Linked DNA regions of Sus scrofa: region 2 is linked to region 1. A link is a contact called in public Hi-C data. All regions are on one chromosome and are shown on one strand. Each heading gives the region's core, a stretch centred on a gene start, on an enhancer-like site or on the middle of the called end of the contact. The rest is flanking DNA. Distances are from core to core; before and after follow the strand shown.

Region 1 (3,345 bases), core at 357-2,856:
CCCCAACATAAAAAAAAAAAGGAATGGAAGAGTCCCGAAGCAGGAGGCAGACAGCTGCTTCAGAAGAGGTCATAACGCAGCAGAGAGAAATCTCATTTATGATGCCTCCGTGTCCTGGTGTCTTGGAGCGGGACCAAGAAGAGTCAAGCCTGGGAGAATAAAGGAGAGTGTTGACGTAGACCCAGGCCAGCTCCCCAGATGCTCATGACCCCGTGATTGTGTCTTTCTCATGGGTCACAGACTTTGAGCAGCCTGAGAAAGCCAGGGACCCTTTCTCTCTCTGTTATTATTGTGAATAATTTGGCAAGATCTTTGGACTATTGGAGCCCAACTGCGGGTTGCTGGGTGATTCCTGGAAAGCAAATCTTAACATGTATAGTCCACTGACGGAGATGAAAGATGTATGTACCATAATTTACCTGCTGCTAAAGAAGATCTGAATGGTAAAAATCAAACTTTTTTTTTTAAAGGGAAAGGTGATAAATATTGTAGGCTGTTTGAGCCATATGGTCACTTGCTGCAACTGCTCAGCTCTGTAGTTGTAGCATCAAAGCAGCCAGAGACAATCCCATAGATGAATGTGGGTGGTTGTGTCCAACAAAACTTTATTTACAAAAACAGACAATGGCCAAGTTTGACTTGTGGGTTATAGTTTTCTGACCCCTGATAATAATAATAGCCAGTTTGGGAACACTCACCATGAGTCAAGATTTGAGTAGGTTTTAATATAATAATGTAATAAATTATGGGAATATTATTATCTCTCTGATACAGATGAGAAATCAGTGTCAGAGAGGTTTCATAATTTGCCCAAGGTCACTCAACTGGTAATTGGTGGAACCAGCTTCTGATTTTGTTGCTTTGTTCCTAAGAGATGGTCATAAAAAGTGTTATGAAGGATAGGAGGTAAGAGATGTTAAAATAATAAGAATACTTTACTAATGATATTATTTAATCATTTAAATAATGATTACTGAGAGTCTGCAATGTACTAGGTACTATGCTAAGCACCTTATGTGGGTGAACATAAGTCATTCCCACCACAACTCACTGTCACCCTTATTACATCTGAGAGAGAACTGAGGCACAGAGAGGTTAAACCACTTGCCTGAGGTCACACAGCTCCTAAGTAGTAGAGCAGGATTTGAACCCACACTGTGTTCTCAACCTCCTTCAGTTGCTCTTTAGAAGCCCTTAGGCTGCAGTCATATCCCCTTTACCACCTGAGAGGATGTGGACTCTAACCAAGTAGAAGGCTGCCCTGAGTCAGGGTTCTGGGACCCCAGCAGGCCTGTTGTTCTTGGATCAGAGGGTGGTCCTAAGAGAGGGTCTTGTGTAGCTGTGGTTTCCCAACTGGTCAGGAAGTAGTTTGATAGTTACAAAACTGGTTCCTATAGAACTAGTCATCCAGCTGTGCTCCTGCAAGGCAGGCGGTTCTGAAGTTGCATAGCTGGGTGGGGCATGTGGATGAACACAGGGCGGGAAGCCCGGGCGGGGACCAGCAACGTCAGGAACATCTGGGTACCTGGAAGATAGGCCAGTGGAAGGGGCCTGAGGCCTGGGACTCCTGAGCATCACCAGTGGCCCCCACCCCTGGCCCCAGAGGCAGCAGAATGAGTTCTGGGCTTGCCTCTGAGTCAGAGGCCCCAGCAGGAAAATAAACTTTCTGTACTAAGAGGAGGGAGCAGCTCACTTTTTAAAAATAGGAGAGGCAGCCCCGTTGCTATGACGAATTTCTCGTGTTGCTCTGTGTTTTTAACATTTAACAGTTTTTTTTATGACCCACATAAAAAGGTACATACAGCCTCCTTATAAAAATACATGGAAAAAAATCTTCATCTTATGTCCAACTTGAGTGAGGACCCAGTGGTTATGGGCCAAGAAAGCTTGTTGGAAGGCCTTTGAAGGTTCTGGGATCCCTGACAATTTGGGAACCCCACCTCACATCACAGCAAACCTCAAAATGCCTCTACAGAACCCATTATACACGTGCATGTTCAGTAGAAATAGCTGAAAAGGTTTTAAAGTCATTTGTATATATGGGGTTTCATGAAAAACAAATTATTTTTCATGTACTTGTCATTCGTGTTTTTCTATTTCTAAAGGCACGAATGTCATTGGATAGCAGCTGACTCACTAAGGTGTTGTAGACATTTACTCAGACACTTAATTCATTTTGAGTCTGCAGTTGTGAGTTCCATTTGCTTGCGGGTTCAGTTTTCAAATACCTCATAGGCCTTTGACATGTTTGCAGGTTTCAGGTTCTGGACCTCTAATATGGGACCACGGGTGTGAGGCAGGGGAAAGGGGCCAGAGAAAACTCCTTGGGCCTCAGTTTTCCCATATGCAAAATGGGAGAGTTTCAAGAAAAGCTGTGCAGACAGACTGGGGAGGGAGAGAATGATAAAGCAATTGGGGCAAAATGTAAATAATTGGAGACTTTGGGTCCAGACATAAGGAATTCTTGCACTATTGTTGCTAGTTTTCTCTAAGTTTAAAAGGATATCAGAATGAAAAAATGAAACGATGTCAAGAGGAAAAATGGAGAACCTCAAGGTGGCGGTGGTGATGGGGTGGGGGGTCAATAGGTTGACAGGAGCTTTCAGGCTGTGCTCAGGTGGAGCCAGGGGGGAACCAAGGAATTGGGGGGTGTGGTTCCCTGTTCCCTGACCCCTCTCGTCAAGCAGGTCCATGCCTTGTATTTTGGGGAGTTGTATACAGAGGAAGAAAGGGGCTCTTTAAAGAAAAAGCCAGATACCTGTGGCTGTAGAGGTGCTGAGGATGGAGAAAGGTCTAAGGACATGAAGAATGTGTCCAGTGATCTCAGAGGCCTTGGGTTCTCCTAACAGGGAAGAGAGAAGAAGCTAAGTCACTGTTGTAGATGCGGGTGGGGCAGGAGAAGATGGGCTGTGGGAGGAGAAACAGGGTGGAGGCAGAAGTGACGGAAGTCAACAGTGAATCTGAGTCTTTGTCAGCCAGCAGTTAGTATGTGCCGGGTGCTAACCTAGGTCCAGGGATTGAACCTGTGCCAGAGCAGTAACCAGAGCCACAGCAGCAGCAACCCTGGATCCTTAACCTGCTGAGCCACCAGGGAACTCCAAGGCTAACTCTTTTGATTCTCATAATACCCAGCCAGGTAGATGCTGTTACCATCCCCATGTTACAGAGGAGGAAACCGAGGCTCAGAGAGGTGAAGTCACTTTCTCAAGGTCACACAGCCAGGGAGTGGCAGAGCCAGTGTGGCTTTACTTCTTCTGTGTTAAGAACACAGCAAGGACAGAGACTTTGGTGGATGATCAAGGCCAGAGCCAGGAGGGAGGCTGGGGGATGGGCTTCTAGAAGTGA
Region 2 (3,345 bases), core at 485-2,984, 190 kb after region 1:
AGGGATTGAACCCGAGTCCTCATGGATACTAGTCGAATTTGTAACCACTGAGCCAAGATGGGAACCCCTGACAGCCACTTCTAATTCAGTCCCTCTCTGCCTAACTCTGTCACAACCACGCTCCCAAGAGTTGCAGAGAAGGTCTCAATCTTGAGAAGGTCAAGCAGGCTCTCCCAGCTATCAGCTCACTGACCTCCCCCGAAGCTACAAAATACACTTTATTGGTGTCTGTCCACAGACCAAAGGCTCGAAGGATGGACACCAACCTTCAGCTGAATAGACTCCTTCCTATCATCTTTGCCAAGTGGATAAATAGGATGTGAGTTAATAAGGACCATTGGACTAGGTTGGACCTTGGCAGCAATGTCATCTCAGGGATAATTTTACAATGTTTCATTTCTTCAGGGTAAAACCCCTTCAGAGAGCTAGAGCGTGTATGTGGTGTTATGTTTTTATTTTTCCAGAACAAGGAAGAAAGCCCTCACTGTGTAGCATAAGAGTCCTGTGTGTGTTCTCAAGGACTAAAGGATTTGCCTGCTCCTGTGTGGGCTTAGGGCTTAGGGGCTGTCAACTGACCCAGCCTGATTCCCAGTACACTCTTTGAAAAACCATCTCTCCCCCACCACACTCTCTCTCTTAAACTAATTGGTGGCACCCAACCATAACCAAGAAAAAAGGCAACAAGCTATCCATTTAAATTGCAGATTGTGACCTTTATGCTTGAAATGGTTTCAAACATCCTGTTTATAGCTTTGGGGTTCTGGCACTCAATAATCTCCAAATTATTTTCTTCAGGTTTTTTTTTTTTTTTTAATTTTTTTGAATGGTTGTTATTATGCTTTGCATTTCCCCAGTTTCTGGGCCTCACCCCCAGTTGGTGTCTCCTGAGAGTCTAGGTAATTTAAAGATGCCTATAGCTTGACTTGTCTGTGTAATGTCACCATTTAACCCATTTAATTCTGCTCAGCTCAACCAGTTGCAGAAGTTGGTTTGCCAAGCTTGGCCCCACCCACTCAGAGAGGAGGGAGGTTTTAAAAAGACTGGGGTGTGTAGGGTGTGGGGAGAAACAAGGGCTTTTTCTCCAAACTACAAACCTCCTCTGCCAGAAAGCTCAAGGGTCTAGGCCAGCATTCCCTTAAGTGTTAGTAAGTTACAAGGGAAGATGTTAGAAGGTGTTACAAGGTAGCTCTGGGTTCACCAGAGATGAAAGGATTCCTTAATGTGGGGCTTCTCAGAGCCTTCAAACACTACAAAATACATAGGGGAAACCCTTTTGGTGTGAGGCAGGGAGTTAGGTATAGTGTGCCAGGAGTATTTTATCAGAGAGCTTCTGTTTTCTTGGTTGGTCTCATAAAAAGTGGTGTCCACAGCCCTCTTGGGAGCTTGTTCTGGTTGCTGGGTCATATGGAGCGCTTTCTGAACCTTCAAAAGCTGGAGCTTCGGCAAGACTATGACTGTGCCCTGCCTGCCTCCTGCCTTGGTTTTCGGCTCCTCTCACCCTCCTTGGGCCAGCCCCTGCGTGAATCAAAGCATTCGGGCAGGCGAAGGAAAACTACAGCTGGGCAAGAGCCCAGAGTCAGGGGTCCTGCTTGCCAGACCTTGCTGTCTGAACAGCCCCTGTTAGGAAAGCCAACTACTCCGACACCAGAACTGAGAAATTTCAGCTAAGAGGCTCTGAAGGCCTTCAGCGGGCCCACCCCACATTCCCCGCATTCCCCACTGCCTGGGGTGGGAAGAATTTCCGACCAAACTTGGCAAGACAGGAAGGACTGTGGTTGGGCTGCGCCCTCTGGAAGGTGCTATGTGCTTTGGGCTTTTCCTCCCCAAATTCACTACTTTTTTCCTCCCCAAAGAAACTTTTTTCCTCCCCAAATTCACTACTAAGAATAGCCAGCCACCTCCATACCCTCCTTGGAGGCTGCAGTCTTTTCTGAGCTCTCTCCCTTTGCTCGGATTAAACCCTCTTTGGCAGTACATGAAGTAGAAAGTGAGGCCTGAGAGCTGGGATTTGATCCTGGTTTGCGTGAGTCCAGAGCACATTCTCTTGTAGTGCCTGGGGGAACTGCCCGTGTCCAGGGCATTTCTGGAGATTAGGCTACCTTCCTGGTACAGGAAGCAGACCTTAGATCCTCCATGGTAGCTGCTGTCAATGCCCCATCCATATTCCCATGCAATCATTACTCTGTGCAGGGCAGCTGCTTCTCAGTGCAAGGGTAGAGTTCTCTCTGCCTGAGGGTTCCCCCCAAGCCAGGCTGATTCTGCCCCCAGTAAACATGTGGCAATGCCTGGAAACTCTTTTGGTGGTCACAACTGGGAGCTGATACTGGCATCTCATAGATGCCACTCAACATCCTACAATGCACAGGGACCCTCCTCCTCTCTCCCCTCCACCGACATCCCTGCACCCCACCCTCCAGCAAAGCATTATCTAGTCCAAAGTGTCAATAGTGCCACTGCTGAGAAAATGTGGTCTATGCCAGGCATACAACTCTGAGCTAGACACAGAGTAGGTGCTTCCAGAACATTAGTTCCTTTCCATTTTATTTACTGTCAAAATGTCAGCCTGGTGTGGTGATCCTAGGTGGTGTCCTATAAGAAAAAACATTCATTAATAAATGTGGGCTGATGAGAAGGAAGTGCTAAGCCAGCGCTCTCTAACAGAAACAAGGTGCAAGCCACACATGCAGGCTACATGTAATTTTAAACATTCTCTAGTAGGGAGTTCTCTTATGGCTCATCAGGTTAAGGATCCAGCGTTGTCACTGCAGCAATCTCTGGTCCAGGAACTTCCACATGCTTTGGATGTGGGCAAAAAAATACTGTAATATTTCATGGTTTTCTTTTCCTTTCTTAATGCGTTTACTAGATTTTTTTTTTTTTTTTTTTTTTGCCACACCTGTGACGTGTGGAAGTTCCTGGGCCAGGGATCAAACCCACACCACATCAGTGACCCAAGCCACAACAATGACAATGCCAGATTCTTAACTGCTAGGCCACAAGGGAACTTTGAACTATTACAAAATTTTAAATAATATTTAATTTAACCCAACCTATCAAAGATATTATTTTCAAATAAAATCAATGTAAAATATTATTGAGATCTTTTACACTTTGTGTTAAAATTTTTTTTGCACCAAGTCTATAAAATCCAGCATGTATGTTACCCTTATAAATCACTTCAATGTGGACTTGACACGTTTCAAGACACATGTGGCTCATGACTCGTGGCTCCTGAACTGGTCAACTCTAAAGCTAGACTAAAGCTTTTTCATTCACAGATGCTTGGTGATGAATAGGTCTAGCTGGGGGAAAAAGATGAAGGGAAACAGGAAGAAAGAGAAATGG

The links. Hi-C and Micro-C count contacts between places; a contact is called where the count stands out from the background.
Region 2: a contact with region 1 is called in a Hi-C map of embryonic fibroblasts, with 2.0 times the contacts expected there. The contact joins two enhancer-like sites. A contact is called at or near these places in 2 of 47 Hi-C or Micro-C datasets (embryonic fibroblasts and mesenteric adipose tissue).

What each region holds. Positions count from the first base shown.
Region 1 is chr14:42,408,220-42,411,564 of Sscrofa11.1, forward strand. No RefSeq gene overlaps it. Among named protein-coding and RNA genes, the nearest start is that of CMKLR1, 10 kb to the right of the region's middle. Within about 2 kb of position 1,607, at least 6 of the 83 cell types and tissues checked have an H3K27ac peak or open chromatin away from gene starts, as enhancers often do. A contact at or near this core is called in embryonic fibroblasts, where this site is marked.
Region 2 is chr14:42,598,572-42,601,916 of Sscrofa11.1, forward strand. No RefSeq gene overlaps it. Among named protein-coding and RNA genes, the nearest start is that of WSCD2, 16 kb to the left of the region's middle. Within about 2 kb of position 1,735, at least 12 of the 83 cell types and tissues checked have an H3K27ac peak or open chromatin away from gene starts, as enhancers often do. A contact at or near this core is called in embryonic fibroblasts, where this site is marked.